Regions from separate parts of the Zea mays genome. Here all the other regions are linked to region 1. A link is a contact called in public Hi-C data. All regions are on one chromosome and are shown on one strand. The core of a region is the stretch at or near the end of the contact, and the rest is flanking DNA. Distances in the headings are between cores, read along the strand shown. Region 1 holds the start of LOC103640855 (LRR receptor-like serine/threonine-protein kinase GSO2). Region 2 holds the start of LOC103640860 (laccase-25-like). Region 3 holds the start of LOC100277272.

The links. A called contact is a pair of places that touch in the nucleus more often than the background predicts.
Region 2: a contact with region 1 is called in a Hi-C map of tassel, with 2.1 times the contacts expected there. The contact joins the promoter of LOC103640860 here to the promoter of LOC103640855 in region 1. A contact is called at or near these places in 2 of 25 Hi-C or Micro-C datasets (leaf and tassel).
Region 3: a Hi-C map of bundle sheath shows a contact between it and region 1, with 1.8 times the contacts expected there. The contact joins the promoter of LOC100277272 here to the promoter of LOC103640855 in region 1. A contact is called at or near these places in 3 of 25 Hi-C or Micro-C datasets (bundle sheath, leaf and tassel).

Annotation. Positions count from the first base shown.
Region 1 is chr10:11,727,888-11,732,795 of Zm-B73-REFERENCE-NAM-5.0, forward strand. LOC103640855 (LRR receptor-like serine/threonine-protein kinase GSO2) reads right to left here and starts at 2,790. Exons shown (of 2, transcript XM_008664317.2): 1 at 1-2,790. The coding sequence starts at 2,646. LOC103640856 (a long non-coding RNA gene) reads left to right here and starts at 3,899. Exons shown (of 4, transcript XR_559891.2): 1 at 3,899-4,124.
Region 2 is chr10:12,082,785-12,087,692 of Zm-B73-REFERENCE-NAM-5.0, forward strand. LOC103640860 (laccase-25-like) reads right to left here and starts at 1,967. Exons shown (of 4, transcript NM_001323270.1): 1 at 1,759-1,967; 2 at 1,461-1,615; 3 at 896-1,275; 4 at 1-804. The coding sequence starts at 1,875.
Region 3 is chr10:12,016,141-12,021,048 of Zm-B73-REFERENCE-NAM-5.0, forward strand. LOC100277272 reads left to right here and starts at 2,742. Exons shown (of 3, transcript NM_001150889.2): 1 at 2,742-3,281; 2 at 3,384-3,488; 3 at 3,623-4,423. The coding sequence starts at 2,824. The coding sequence ends at 4,205.

The sequences.
Region 1 (4,908 bases), core at 1,540-4,039:
TTGGGCCACCCCCAAAGCAACGCTATATCGTGACGGCCAGTCTATAACTTCTGATTTTCCACCATGTAGCAAATCAGATACAGTGCCATTGTATGCATGCTCATAGATTAGGTAGGCACAATCTGCAGTCAAGATGTAGGCCAATGGAACCATGACATTCGAATTGGTCAGTTTCCCTAGAACCTCAATTTCATGAGAAAACTTCTCCTGGCTCCCAATTTGGAAAATCTTGTCACTAGAATTAAGTTTTTTTACAGAGTATGTTGAGCCATTAGGCATTACAGCCTTGTAGTAGGTGCAGAATCTGGTCTTCAAAAAGATGTTCTGATGGTTGGAGACTGCTTCTATTGCCTTCACGAAGTCAACTGCAGAGGTGTGGATGCTGTTCATAGTTATGAGGCGACCACTGATTATTTGTGGTACAGATTCTCCAGCTGGTAATCCTTCATCTTCAACACGATACACTCTCTTTGATAATGACATCACAATAATAAGAGCAAGCACACATAATCCAACAAGAGTACCGGCAATGGTGAAGATGATGACGACCAAATAGTGCCTCTTTTTCTTACCAGTAGTAGGAGTGTCATTATTGTTTCCTGTACCATTTACAATTACAAGACCAGGATTTCCGACAATATCTACAGTTTGACTTGGACCGAATCTAGGAATAGACCCAGACAGATTATTATAGGAAAGGTCCAGCAGTGTCAGGCTTTGCAGGCTCCATAGTGAAGATGGCACAGCACCAGACAGGGCATTGTGAGAAAGATCAAGAATCTCTAGTTCACCTAAAGAGTTGATGTTTGAAGGAATAGACCCGTCAAGAAGGTTATGACTAAGATTCAGAAGAGATGTGGTCACAGTGGTTGGCATGGTTGGGATGTTACCAGTCAGAGCATTATCACCCAGGTTGAGCTCGATTAGATCCTTTGATGAACTGATGGAGAACGGAATAAAACCGCTAAACTGGTTACCCTGCAAATACAAGTTCGAAAGCTTTGGCAACTCGAAAATTCCGCTTGGTATCGCTCCACTGAGTGAATTCTTACTGAGATTCAATGTGATTAGGCTCTTTAATTCAGAAAATGTACTTGGAACCTGTCCAGTGAGGGTGTTATTTTGAAGCTTCAGAACTACCAGTTTGTCAAGTTCACCGGTAATACTGGGCACTAAACCATGCAAACGATTTGATGCCAGATTCAACAGTGTCAAGTTCTTGCATTTGCTAAGCTCTGAAGGTATAACTCCTGTCAATTGGTTGTCATCCAACTCAAGATAAGTCAAGCCCATGGTATCACAAACTGACCCTGGGATGTTCTCACCAAGCTGGTTCCCACCAAGCCTCAAGCGGTAGAGGCTTTGAGACAAGGTGGCAGGAATGGCTCCGTTAAGCAAGTTGCTGGTAAGATCAACACTCTGCAACCCCTGATGCGAGAGGAAGTCTGAGGGGATTGTCCCATTCAGCTTGTTGTAACTCAAATCCAACATCCCTATATGCTTGGTAATCCAGCTATGGATGGGTCCAGTTAAACCGTTCTGGTTAGCTGCAAACCTAGACAGTGTTGTCACATTAGACAGACTCGATGGTATTTCCCCAATCAATTTGTTGCCAGAAAGGAGCAAAGTCTCAAGCTTGGAGAGACTCGTGAAGTTATCTGGAATAGCACCGGTCAGATTATTCTGGCTGAGATCTAGCAGAGTAAGATTTTCATATTCAAACAAACGCAGAGGAATTGGACCACTCAAATTATTACTAGACAATACCAGCTCCTCCAAAGAGCCGACCATACTGGTAGGAACATCACCATTCAAGTCATTGGAACTAGTGTTGAAGCTCCTTAACTTGGGGAAATAACCCAATTCCGCACTCAGATTTCTGCTGGCAAAGGAATTGAAGGACAGGTCAAGAACTTGTAGCTGGGGGAAGCCGGCCAACTCACCGAGCGGGCTAGCCAGCCGGTTGGTGCTCAGGTTAAGTGACTGCAGCCCTTCCTTCATGGAGCAAGAAGAAGAAGAAGAGGCGAAGAACGGGGCGGACAAATCTGCTAAAAAATTTCTGGAAAGGTCAAGGTACCGCAGAGTGCCAAGACGGCAGAGGGGAGCAAAGATGGAGGAGTTGGCGAGGCCATAGTTTGACAAGGCGATCCGAGTCACGGCCGAGGAAGAAGTGTTACTTGTGCAGGTGATTCCTTCCCAGTTGCACGGATTCGACTCCGCGGTGTTCCACCTGGTGTTGGCGGATCCGGAGTTCACCAGACTCGCAACATCGTTCATGATAGCCTTTTGCGTGTTGTCTAGTGGAGGCGACTGTGTGGTGGCGGCGGCGCCGGCCGGCGGCACATCGATGAAGCAGAGGAAGAAGAAGAACGGCAGCAGCAGCAGCCGTAGGAGGAAGGAACCATGGCTGGTACAGGGACCGTACCTCCTCTCCACCACGGTCATCCTTACGGTTCTTGGATTCCCGCTTGATTTCCTGCCTCGCCTCTTCCCCTCCTCCTCCTCAATCCCCGCTGACCTCCACCGGCTCGAGTAGGAAGGGAAGGAAGAAGAAGAAGAGATGTTCCTCCCCCTCTCTAGGATTTTGAGCGCTGGGTGTGCTCGCCCATGGCTTCCATGTTTGTTTGTTTGTTCTGAAACTACCATGGGTTTTGTTGAGTGTGGTTCAGACTTCAGGGAGACCCCAAGGCTGCTCACGATTTTGTTGAGGTGTTTCTGGTGCCCCTTCTCTTGGGTTTGGGTTGGTCCAGCGTTGACTGACCGATGACGTACAACACCGCCTGCTGCTTCTGTGTGAGAGCGAGACAGCCAGTGAGCGACGAAAAGGAAAAGGGAAGCTATTGGGAGCTGAAAGCCTGAAAAACCTCCATCAAAGGCTGGACCATGGGGCCCGCAAGGATAGAATTTTAGGACAACTTGGCAGGTTTTGAACAATAGTTCAGCCCTTTCCGAAGAATAGTCTTCATAAGCTGTAGTGCAACAACAGCTCTCTACCTTCATCACGGCAATGATTTTTTTCTTACGGGATCTCCACAAACATTTGCAAGGGACGTCTTTTCCTCGTTCATGTTTCTCGCGGGGATAAATCTCCGACGGGGATTCATATCCACGCTTAAATCTCTACTACTCTATAGTGTGGACGTCCACAGTGGTACGCCGTGCCCCCGCCCCCGTGATTCACGTCCCGCCTTGCTGACAGTCATCGAAGCCTGCATCCCGTCGACGACGCCAATCTCGCCCCCCGCGTGGCCGCGCAATGCAATCCTCGCACCGCACCCACGTTCGGTCGATGGAAGGCGCGCACATGCCGCCATCCTCATCCTCGAGCCCACAACCCCCTCCATCCACGCGAGGACAATCGGCCGCGCGCATGTCGCGCCATTCCATCGCCTGCCCCCACCCTACACCTGCCTCGTTCCGCGCTAATCTAGCGTCATCTCCGCGCATGATGCCCGCCCACGCACCCCGCCCCAAATCCAAGCCCCCCCCCCGCCCCGATGACGCGACCCTACGGGGACGGGCCGAGCCGGCGTAGCGGCTAATGCAGCAGCTCAGAGAGTGACAAGACCACGCGGCCCAGTTGCGCCGCACCCTCGGCCATGGCCTCCGCGGAGGCCTTCGACGCCAGGCGGCCTACCAGCTCCCGCAGGTCGGCGACATCGTCGTCAAGCTGGAGCACTAGCAGGTGGAACCGGCACGGCAGGCTTGCCAACCGCGCGCGGTAGGCGCCATACTTGTTGGCGCCGCTCGGCCCCGCGCCTCTCGTTGGCGGCAGCGGGGACCTGGGCATTGGGAACAAGATCGTGCGACGGAACCCGGCCACCATCCTGGACCTCCTCACACCAGCCCGGCCGAGGACATGCGCCGAGCGCGCGGCGGCTGCGGCTCCGAGCGACAGAGGAAGCCATCGCCAGGAAGTCGTCACTGCAGCAGTTTGCCTGTGGTGCCCGCGACGGAGGGGAGGGCGAGCTCTCCTTCGCGCTGACGAAGCCAATGGAGATCGTGGAGGCACTGCACAGCCACGACATCGCACCCGTCTCTAGTCTCTGCGCCAAGTACATTGTCAACCTACTACCCGGCTCCGTCGCCAAGGTCCTCGCCCTCTTCCTCTCAAACGTCGTCAGGTATGCCGCCATCGCTTCCCCTCCCACTATCTGCCCTGTCTCACTTGGATCCGGCATCATCCTTGGGTTTGCGTTGGGGGCATTTTGCCCGTTGCATTGTAAAGAGACTTCTCAAAGGCATGCCCCTAACTGAAACAATGTAGGTTAGCACTTCTTGGAAGATTTGTAAATATCACATCATAACCAGCTATTCGGAAATATGGTGATCAGTAAATCACTTTCCTAAGTTGCAATGTGTAGCACTATGGCTCATACTTGTTGGTTGCTATGCTAATATTCAATATTGTCCTCTAGAATTTTGGTACAGAGTGAGGAACTCACCGTCTGACAGGTGAGAACAATGCTCTTGGTTACTGTTCTTCATACATTGGTAGTGATGCCAAATAGTACTTGTATTGGATTCTGGATAGAAAATTTAATTTGTCTAGAGCAATGTGGTGGTGTTTTTGGTAGGAGTTCTTATTCAAATGAACAAGTTAATATAATGTTCAAATTTACATGTTGTTCTTAATGTGTGCTCTGAACATGCAGCATCAAACTTCTATGTTTTTGGCTATTTTTTACCAATATCTCATCAATCTTAGTTCAGTAGTGTTATCTTTTTGCCATCCCCATCTTTGGATGATCGGCCATTGCATATTTGTTTTAAAGAAAAATCTTATTTCATATATGAAACTTCACTTCAGGAGTTCTTCCTAGCAGCATTAGGTTATGTCCCTTGGTATATTTAGTTACTCAGCTTAGAATTTGTGGTGTTCATGCATGTTTCTTTTCCCTTCCTTCT
Region 2 (4,908 bases), core at 717-3,216, 350 kb after region 1:
GGCTCTCCCTGGCGATCAGCCGCGTGTTCTGCAGCACCATCTCCACCGTCTGGTTGAACCGGAGCGTCCTCACCCTGGTGGACTTGGCCGTGTACTGCAGCGCGGCGGTGTCGCTGGCGTCGGCGGTGTAGTCGAAGACGAGCGGCGGGCGGTCGGGGAAGTCGCGGGTGTACACCCCCGCCGTCTCGCCGTCGCCGCCGTAGTGGGCCTGCAGCATGGACGGCTTGCCGGGGGCGGGGAGCACGAAGGAGGCGTTGTTCATGCTGGAGGAGAAGACGGTGGCGCTGCGGTTGCAGAGCAGCTGCGTCGGCTGGCAGTCGGAGACGCCGAGCCCGACGGTGACGAACATGCGCGTGTCCACGGACAGCGGCACCGTCGGCTGCCCCGGCCGCACCAGCGCCGTCAGGTTGGACAGGAACCGGAACGCCGTGGCCGTGTCGTTGACCTCCGGCCGCGGCGGCAGCGTCGGCGGCGTGGTGGGGTCCGTGTCCGAGCCGAGGTACTCGACCACGGCCGTCGCCGTGGTGTCGCTGAACGGTGGCCCCTGCGGGATGGCGCTGTCGTAGGGCGACGCCGCCATGTAGTAGCGGCCGCCGGCGCGCGCGGCCACCATGAGCGCGTCCACGGTCTGCCCCGGCGCCACCACCACCACGTCCGTCTCGTACGGCGTCGTGTAGGCCGCGTCGGCGCCCACCACGGTGAAGCTGTGGTTCGCCACCTTGAAGAACAGGGGCGTGTTGAGCGCGGCGTTGATGATCCGCAGCAGGTACGTCTCGTTGCTCCGCACCTGGAACCGGTACGTCTCTGCACGGTGTACTCGTCGTCACGAATGGTTTATTTGAATGGTTTGATGATGCATGGATATATATATATATATATATATATATATACGTACGGTTCCCGTCGGAGCAGTTGTACAGGTCTCCAGGCTTGCCGTTGATGGTGTACGCGTCGGCGCTGCGCGCCGGGAGCCCGGTGAGGAACGCCATCTGCTGGAGGTCGTAGACGTTGTCGTTCCACCACTCGCCGAGGACGACGGTCTCCTCGGCGTGCGGCTTGGGGAACGGGTAGGCGTCGGCGCCGGCGCGGGGGCGGAGGACCAGCGCGCCGTACACGGTGGCGCGGAGGAAGGAGATGTGGGCGTGCCACCACAGCGTCCCCTCCTGCGCCGTCGCGTTGAAGCGGTACGTGTAGTTGCCGCCCGGCTTGACCGGACACTGCGTCACCATCGCCGGGCCGTCCGCCCACGGCGTGCCGCGCTGGAATATGCCGTGCCTGCAAAGCACACACAAGTACACAACGCAGCAAGGAGCAGAATTCAGAACAGGATTCTTTTGGCGGCGGCCCTGTGATGAGATGATTCACTGGAGCTTGCTGCTTTTGGCTGTATGTATCTAGCTAACATTGCAGTGGTTTGTACGAATCTCTATCTTCCTATATGACAGCGAGAAAGTCCGTACCAGTGGATTGTGATGTTGTAGGGCGACTGGTTGACGAGGTGGACGACCACAGTGTCTCCCTCGCGGGCATGGATGGCCGGGCCTGGGAGCTGCCCGTTCACCGCCGTGATGACCCGCGGCGGCTGGCAAAGCTGGCTCACGGAAAGGTTTCCGACCTGGCAAAGGATCAAGCTCCTCCTCTTACATATATACCTCGTACGTGCTATACAACGACCATGAAACGAACCAAATGCGAGCAAAACTGACACATGTATGCATATGCATGCATGTATGTATGTTAGACTCATGAATGAATTACATTGAAGGTGTGCTCCACGATCGAAGCTTCAGCAACGCAGCAACAAGCAAGCACCAACAAGGCGACGCTGGGACCAAGAGGCAAAGCCAGTGGTGACAACCAAGGTCGAGGAGCCATGCCCAGCCCCCCTGAGCTAGCTAGCAATGACGATGGCCAAAGACACACAGAACAGCTAAAGATCTGGTTGATGATCTCTCGATCGTATGCTCGATGATCGAGTGGTTTTGGGTGAGAGAGTTCATGAGCAAGAGGCTCTCTATATAGCCGGGACGTATGGATGGATGGATGGATAGATTCTCAGGCTGCCTGGTTACTCTAGTCAGTTGGAACACGTAAGGTTCCTGCTGCCTTTGAGTGTTCTAATTAGCATGTGCGTCTTCCTTCCATTCAAAGGTGACAGTTTTGGTAACACAAGGGACATCAGAATTCAGAGATACACACTACTAATAAACGGGACGAATTTTGCATTGCTCTGTAGAGATGAGATGAGACCATCTTTCCTCGATTCTGCACTAGTATTTTAATGGGAAATTTGGATCCATACCATTAAAAGATCACCACTTTGGATCCATACCATTACTATCTCACTTACATGTGGGTCCACATGAGTCAATGACATGTGAGGTCCATGGTATATATCTAAAGTTTGGATCTTTTAATGGTATAGATCCAATTGTTCCTATTTTAATTGGGTACGTTTGACAAGTAAGATTGGTGACACTAATATATTGTCACTACATAATGTCAATGGTTAATGCAATAAGAATGGGACATCAGAGATACACTACATAAAAGCCTTGATCTTTGGTTCCATTTGTACAGCTCGGTACTGAAGAGAGGCTTTTTATTTGCAGTGCTAAAGGGGTCTGGCGCCAGCCACGCGGATGCGCTCACGCTAATATATATGGACGAATAATAAAAGTAGTATGTCTATATTTAAATGAATAGCAATAATACTATATACAAATGTATAATATTTCTTCATTTCTATATTCTCAATGTTCACCCTCTAGGTTTTATGAGAGGGCTAGGAGATTTCATTCATCTTAATAGAACTCTCCGTTTTTATACGATATCGGTATACATGAATCCTATTAGTTGTTATTGAATTGCTTCAATCTTTTCCGAAGGGAGTAGATCTTCCTTCGTCGTCATCAACTTTGATTTGCCAAAAACATTAATAAAAAATAATATTATATTAAATGCAAAGATGAGCTGCTTTATTATCGTGAAATCAATATTATTATCGTAAATATTATTGGCATATCTTGATATCTTTGCTACTAACTTGTTACCTACGACGGTATGAATAAATCCACAAACATAATATCTACAAAGATCGTTCCTTTTACTGTGTGAAATACTAAAACTGGGAAAAAGTTATGGATTATTATTGACAAATAACTTGAGAGTTGTACACGCTTCATACATACAGAAAAGTTTGGCATAAGCTTAAATAGTTTCTTTAGTCTAGGCTATTTTTAGCCATGTCCATGCCCCCATAACTAAAATGATTGATCCTTGGTGCTTGATCAAATCATTTAGAGGATTATGAAGTTAAGTTCGAATGGTAACAATTACACGTTAAGAAGGTCCATGACTTCTTGTAACTATATGTCTGGCTTCCTCATGGAGTCAAAGATGTGTACATTGCGTTGTTCCATTGAGATCACTAGATGTATCGAGTGGAAGCAGTGGAAATGTTATGAATAAGGAGAGAAAGTTAGACTACACATTCAATTACGAAAAGGTTTAAGGTAGTGGACACTAACTTAAAATTGTAAGTTAGAAGTATGAATTGAATATAATATTGTTTGTGCAAAAACATGAGCAATCTTTTTAGGACGTCGGTGTGAAAGTCCTTAATGTTTTTTTGGTTAACAACCACCAAGTCGATGAAGCCCACATGGTAAATTCCCTCCTTATGACATCTCTAGATCTCCATGTGTCACAATACAAAATAGGTGTAAGGGCATGTCAGGTACCATTGACTATATATCGTTGAATCATGTACAAGAGACATGGTAAAGACTTATAGAACCCAACCGCTGAGGAGAGAGATGTCAACGACATTCCACTGGTATATCTTAAATATATCCTTGAAATTTAGCCACACCATGTCAAGGGCATTATAGAAGTCAGAATCTTTTATAAGCACACGCTTGTTTGGTTCAGCTTTTTTCTGGCCAGCTTTTCTGAGAATCTGGCTGTGTAGAGAATCTAGCTGTGGAGAGAATCTGACTATCATTGGGATCACATGTGAAGGAAGATGAAGGTATACATAGGGTTTAGGATCTAGAAAGTGACGGATTCATACTATTGCAATGACTCGACGAATTATATATTTATGCTGATTTTGGATGGTTTTTAACAAATAGGTTTTTATAGAATTTGGCTAAAAAGCTGAGTGTTTGGCAGTCCGCAGCAGCTTTTGGTGGCCAGAAGCTGTAAAAAACTGTAAAACAGGTCCTATCAGTGGCTTACTCATTCATGTACTAGTCATGGAATCTTTGCATTTCTATTGGTAAGTCTTTCACCAACTCTGGTCTAACTAGAGGATTGCCATGTAGGTATGTCCTTGTCCTCTCTTATGATGGCACATTTTCTTCGCATGTTTTTTATGTGCTTACTAAGCATGCTCTTGTAGTCTAAGATACATTTTTTGTTTGTGTTTTGCTCATCTTTAGAAAGAAGGCTCTCCTGGATGGACCTATTGGTGTTTCCTTCTCAGGTATCTTCTTCTTGAAGTGTTCCTTCACCTTGGCACTGATGACAATGTTTGAATCCTCATCAGTCATGTCATAGGCTCACTTATTTGGTACAGACTTAGCTAAGGAGTTGTTGCATGTGCACTTGCTTTTTGTCTGACTTGACGTTGTGCGCATTTGCCTTTTATAAGTTGGTGGAGTAGGGGACGGGCTCCTTTTAGAAGGTGTGGGGCTCCTGGATGGCGAGTTTGCAGCGGTGGGCCTCTTGCATGGAGCATTAGGAGGGGATAGACTCTTACATGGAGTGTTTGGTGGTGAGTGAGCCCCACCAACAGTTGATGGTTGCAGAGCATCGAGTATAATGATGTAAGAATGAGCAGCGGTTGGATCCCCTCGATGAAGGTTGAGGTACAAATTAGGGTCTTCAAGTGAGTCTTGCCTA
Region 3 (4,908 bases), core at 1,492-3,991, 290 kb after region 1:
AGTAGACCAAGTATCTAAAGTATTATTATATGAGAAGAACATGTATAGATAATCATCATATTAAGATATGATGTAGATCTCTTAGTGATAGGCAATTTAAATTGCTGCTTAAAAGGCATGGTCTCTAGGCTGAAATATTCATTATTGTTTTTTTTTGAATAAGACGCAGCCAATGCCCTAGTCTCTATCACCTTATGTTGATTCTCAAAATAATTTTAGATACATTTAATTTAATGATATATGTGTTATATAAGAATTTGCAAATATATGTAAATGTATATTTCTTTTAACCCTAAGAACAAATCAAATATATATTGATTGTGGGAGTTAAATCAGTAGCGCAGTGTCATCATATATTTTTTTTAAAAAAATAAAAGGCAAAAATGTACACAAACACATATATACATTCACATATTCACGGTTACATTTTACAACTGTAACATAATATATAGATACATCTAACTAATGTTATAGTAGAAATGTAAAAGAAAAATTGCTGGAATATGTAAACTAACACATATGTACAAATTAATAAAACGAGTATAGGTCTGAATGAACCATAACCATATTAAAAAGGGGAAATAGGGATTCTGTGCTCTCTGTCGACTTGTTAGCAGCGTATCTGTAGACAATTTGGCCCATACAGCAGTCCAGGCCCATGTTGTCGGGGGTAAAAGAAAAAGACCAGGGGCTGGAACCCTAGTCTCCATCTTCTTCCAGCCGCCGGCACCAGACGCAGCCTCCAGCCGTGGGTCAGGCCATCAGCCGCGTGCGCGCTGGTCCTCCGGCCGTGGATCCGGCCGCGTGCGCGCTGGTCCTCCGGCCGCGGGCGAGCTGGGCAGCCAGCCGCGGGCGCCAGCCGCGGGCGCCAGCCGCGGATTCGGCCGCCAGACGCCAGTCGCGGGCGCGCTGGATCTCCAGCCGTGAGCCACGGGCGCGCGCATGGCCGCCAGCCGCGGACGCTCGGTCGCAGCCGCGGGCGCTGCTTGGACGCCAGCAGCGGGCGCGCGCTGGGCCGCCAGCCGCGGGTCCTGCTGCCTATGGGTTCGCGTCCGGTCGCCGACGTCTTGCCGTCAGTCCAGGTGCGCCACACAAGCACGAGCAATACCCCTGTCCTCCCCTTCTTCCTCTGTTTTTTTAGGACAGAGAATCCTCCCTCTCCTCATCAGAGAAGAGGAAACCATATGCACTGGCGCCGTCAAAGTTTGGGGATTCGACTTTGACGGAGTTGAGGTTCGCCCACAGTCCGATTTGTGCACCTCGGCTGCGTTCAATCAAGGCAGGGGATGGCATCGGTACCACGGATGGTGGTGGTGGTATGACCTCGTCGTCGTTGAAGAAGGGTGGACACCCTGTTCTTGCCGCCCTGGTTGGACGACGACCGAAACCTGGCGGTGCCGGTGTTGGTGGTCTCCAACGCGGTGCAGTGGGTTCCACCTCCGGTGTCGGTGAGTAAAGGTTTGGAGCCGCGACCGTGGCGAGCATCTCCTCCATGGGAACTGCATCAGGTTGCGCTTGAGAGTTGTAGTACTGGCGGGCGGCGGTGAGAGTAGCCTCCAGCACGCCGGCGTCGCGCAGGGCGCATGGTCCAAACCCGTGAAACGGACAGTAACCATGCGGGTAAGTCCCTCCCATTTGTGACACTGATGCAGGTACTTGTGTGGATGTTGCTGTCGCCGGCGGTGGAGGGGGAACCACCACTGGTGGTGCTCGACGACGGCGAGATGAACTGCGATTATGGCTGCGGCGATTTGGAATCCAGACTCCGGTGGCACCGGTGTTAACCAAGTTCATCATTACCCTGTGAATGGCAAAGCCAATCCGATTGTCGTCGAGGATTCCTTCACGGAATGCGCGGAGGAACTCCCTGATGACGGCATGACGGATTGCCTGAACGATACGTCGAAGAGTAATCATTGGCATTGTACTTACGGTATTCCTTCAATCTTCTTCACGTGTTCTTCTGTTCCGCGTGGTTTTCCTTTCTTCGCGTTCTTCTGTTCTTCTGTTCCGTGATGTTTCCTCCGTCCAAAACTCGGTGGTTGAGTCTATGTGCTGATAACGTATTAAATGTAAACAGTTGTGTGAACAGAGAATGAAAATTCGTGATCACTTTCCATTGATCTTGTACATATTTATACATAGTGAAGGGGTGTCTTTGTACCCCTTCGTGGATTACAGAGAGAGAAAGAGGAAGAGTCACAACTTTTCACTAATAGACATCTTTTCTAACAGACACCTAATCACTTGTTATCTCTATTTCCCGAAGTCCTTTGCTTCATGTATGCTGGCGCCGAATGATTGTACCTTTTCCTGAACGGGTGTCTTTTCACAAGGATGAGATCACCATTGAATTAACTCTTAACAGATTATTCCCCAATCAAGATAACTTCCTGTGGTGAAAGTTAGGAAGCTTCGGTCCCCGCGGTAGGACGAAAGAGCCACAGGTAGAGTCGCCATCAACAAGCCTTCTCGTATCTGGACCCAATTGCATTTGCGCTTCATCCGCGCGAGGCGCAGCGCAGGCAGTGGAGCTAGAGCATCACCATGGTGACGTCGCGTCCCAGACGTCACCTGCGTGTCGTCGTCCACTCGTCCCCGTCCCCGTCCCCACTTGCTACCCTCTCCCTCTCGTTCCAGGATGGTTCCCCCCTCGCCAAGCCAGAGCCAGAGCCAGGCTGGCGCGGCACATGCCTACCCGACTAGTAACAAAAGCTTAAATTTCACCGGGCCCGCGGCGTAGAAAACCACGGCTGGCGCTCCTCCGTGGACGCCATCTACCGTGGACAAGAGCGGGGCTGCCCGTCTGCAGTGCATCCATAAATGCCGGCACCTGCCTCAACCTCGACTGATTCCTTCCTTGTGAGCTCTGAGCTGGTTGCTGCCGCCAGGATTGGAGGAGTGCGCGCGCGCGCAAGTGAGCCATCACTGAGCTGTGGACGTGAATTGCGATCATCCGTTCTCGCTTTCTGGGGCTCGGCTGCTGTGGCCATGGCGCCGCCGCCGCCGCCGTACGCGCGGGTGATGGAGGACATGGTCAAGGGCCGGGAGTACGCCACGCAGCTGAAGGCGCTGCTCCGGGAGTCGCCCGAGGCCAGCCGCCTCGTGGACCGGATCCTGCACGCCATATCCCTCACCATCCAGACGGCCAAGGCCGCGGCCGCCGCCGCTGAGGAGGAGGAGGAGGAGGAGGCGTCCGAGGTGCAGAGCGAGGTCACCTGCACCGGCAAGAGGAAGGCCGCTGGCGGAGCGGGCAAGAGGGCCGCCGCGTGTCGGAGGAGGTGAGCGAAGCGGCTTCGCTATGTCCTTTTCGGCTTTTCTTCATCTCTGATTTAAACCCACTGGTTAAATTCTGCGGCGGCGTACGTACGTACGTGTTGCAGAGCCCAGCCATCGTCGGTTGTGACGAAGAGCGTGAGGGATCTGGAGGACGGACACGCGTGGCGCAAGTACGGGCAGAAGGAGATCCAGAACTGCAAGCACCCAAAGTACGTTTCCACCCCTCCAGAGCCAATCATTGTTCATCGATCGAGATCGATCGATCGACGATCCATCATAGTAGAACCGAATATGCCCAACCAGAAGTACTGATTTCCGTCGATGATGCTCGGCGTCGGCGCAGGGCCTACTTCCGGTGCACGCACAAGCACGACCAGCAGTGCGCGGCGCAGCGGCAGGTGCAGCGCCGCGACGACGACCCGGACGCCTACACGGTCACCTACATCGGCGCGCACACCTGCCGGGACCCGGCCACCGCAGCCGACGACGAGCTCCACGCGGGGTCCCGCCTCATCAGCTTCGCGGCGGCCAACGCCACCACGGCCAGCACCACCACCACCACCGGAAACGCCAGCAACCGGCAGGCCGGACACAAGGGCGCCGTGCTGCCTGCGGAGCCCCCGAGGCAGCTGGAGGGCGGCGGCGGCGGCGGCGAGCGGGAGCAGGAGCTGGAGCTGGAGGAGGTGCTTAGCAGCCTCACCCCGGCGGGGAGCTCCGCTGCCACGGCCGAGGCGGTGCGGACCGCCACGCCCGGCCCGGACCAGGGCGACGTGACGTCTGGCCTCCAGCTGCAGCAGCAGCAGCAGCACTGGTTCGGCGGCGGCGGCCTCTCGGGCGTGGCGCACTTGGGGTACGACGACACGTTCGATCTGGAAGACATTGTGTTCGGCTCCATCACCGGCGGCATGTATGCTGCTGAGTACTGACGGCCGGACGACGACTGGTCGACCTGCTGTGTGTTGGAGGAGAGTAGGAGACGGTAGGTAGGGTGGAGTGGAGCCAGGGCATGTTGATGGATCGAGCTGTGAATAATGGCCTAGTTTAGTTTGTATTTAATATACGATATATCTACTCTGTAAGATTATGCCGCGGGTCTTGTAGATCATGTTAAGTTCAGGAGCAGAAGCTTGGCCAACAGAGAACGCGCCTCAATGTGGTGCCCTGCTCTTCCACTACGCGAATGCTCTCGTCCTTCTCCTTCACAGCAGAATCAGGTACTCATTCGCATGACAGCAGTGGTTAACTGATAAGCACGAAAGGCATCCCCTCTCTTAGGTGTGTTGTGCTGGTTGGATGTATAAGAAGGGATAAAAAGAGCGTTCACAGTTTTTATAGTATTTACGTGAGAGTCGTGTGAGAGCGAGATAAACACCGAAGTAATTTTTTAGTGATGATGTGATCCTAAAAATTAAGAGAACAGTGTCGCTTCGCTTCATTCTACTTTGACCTCAAACCAAACAAATGTCACCACTCAAATATCGTGGTTTTAAGAGTTCTGAATATCGAAAAAATTACATAACATGTCACACTAGTCGGTGAGGCAAAATTCTTCAGTTAGCGCATAAATGGTAACATTGATGTACATGTTATCTTTAATAGTGAACCGTGGAACAAATTGAAGTACTACTG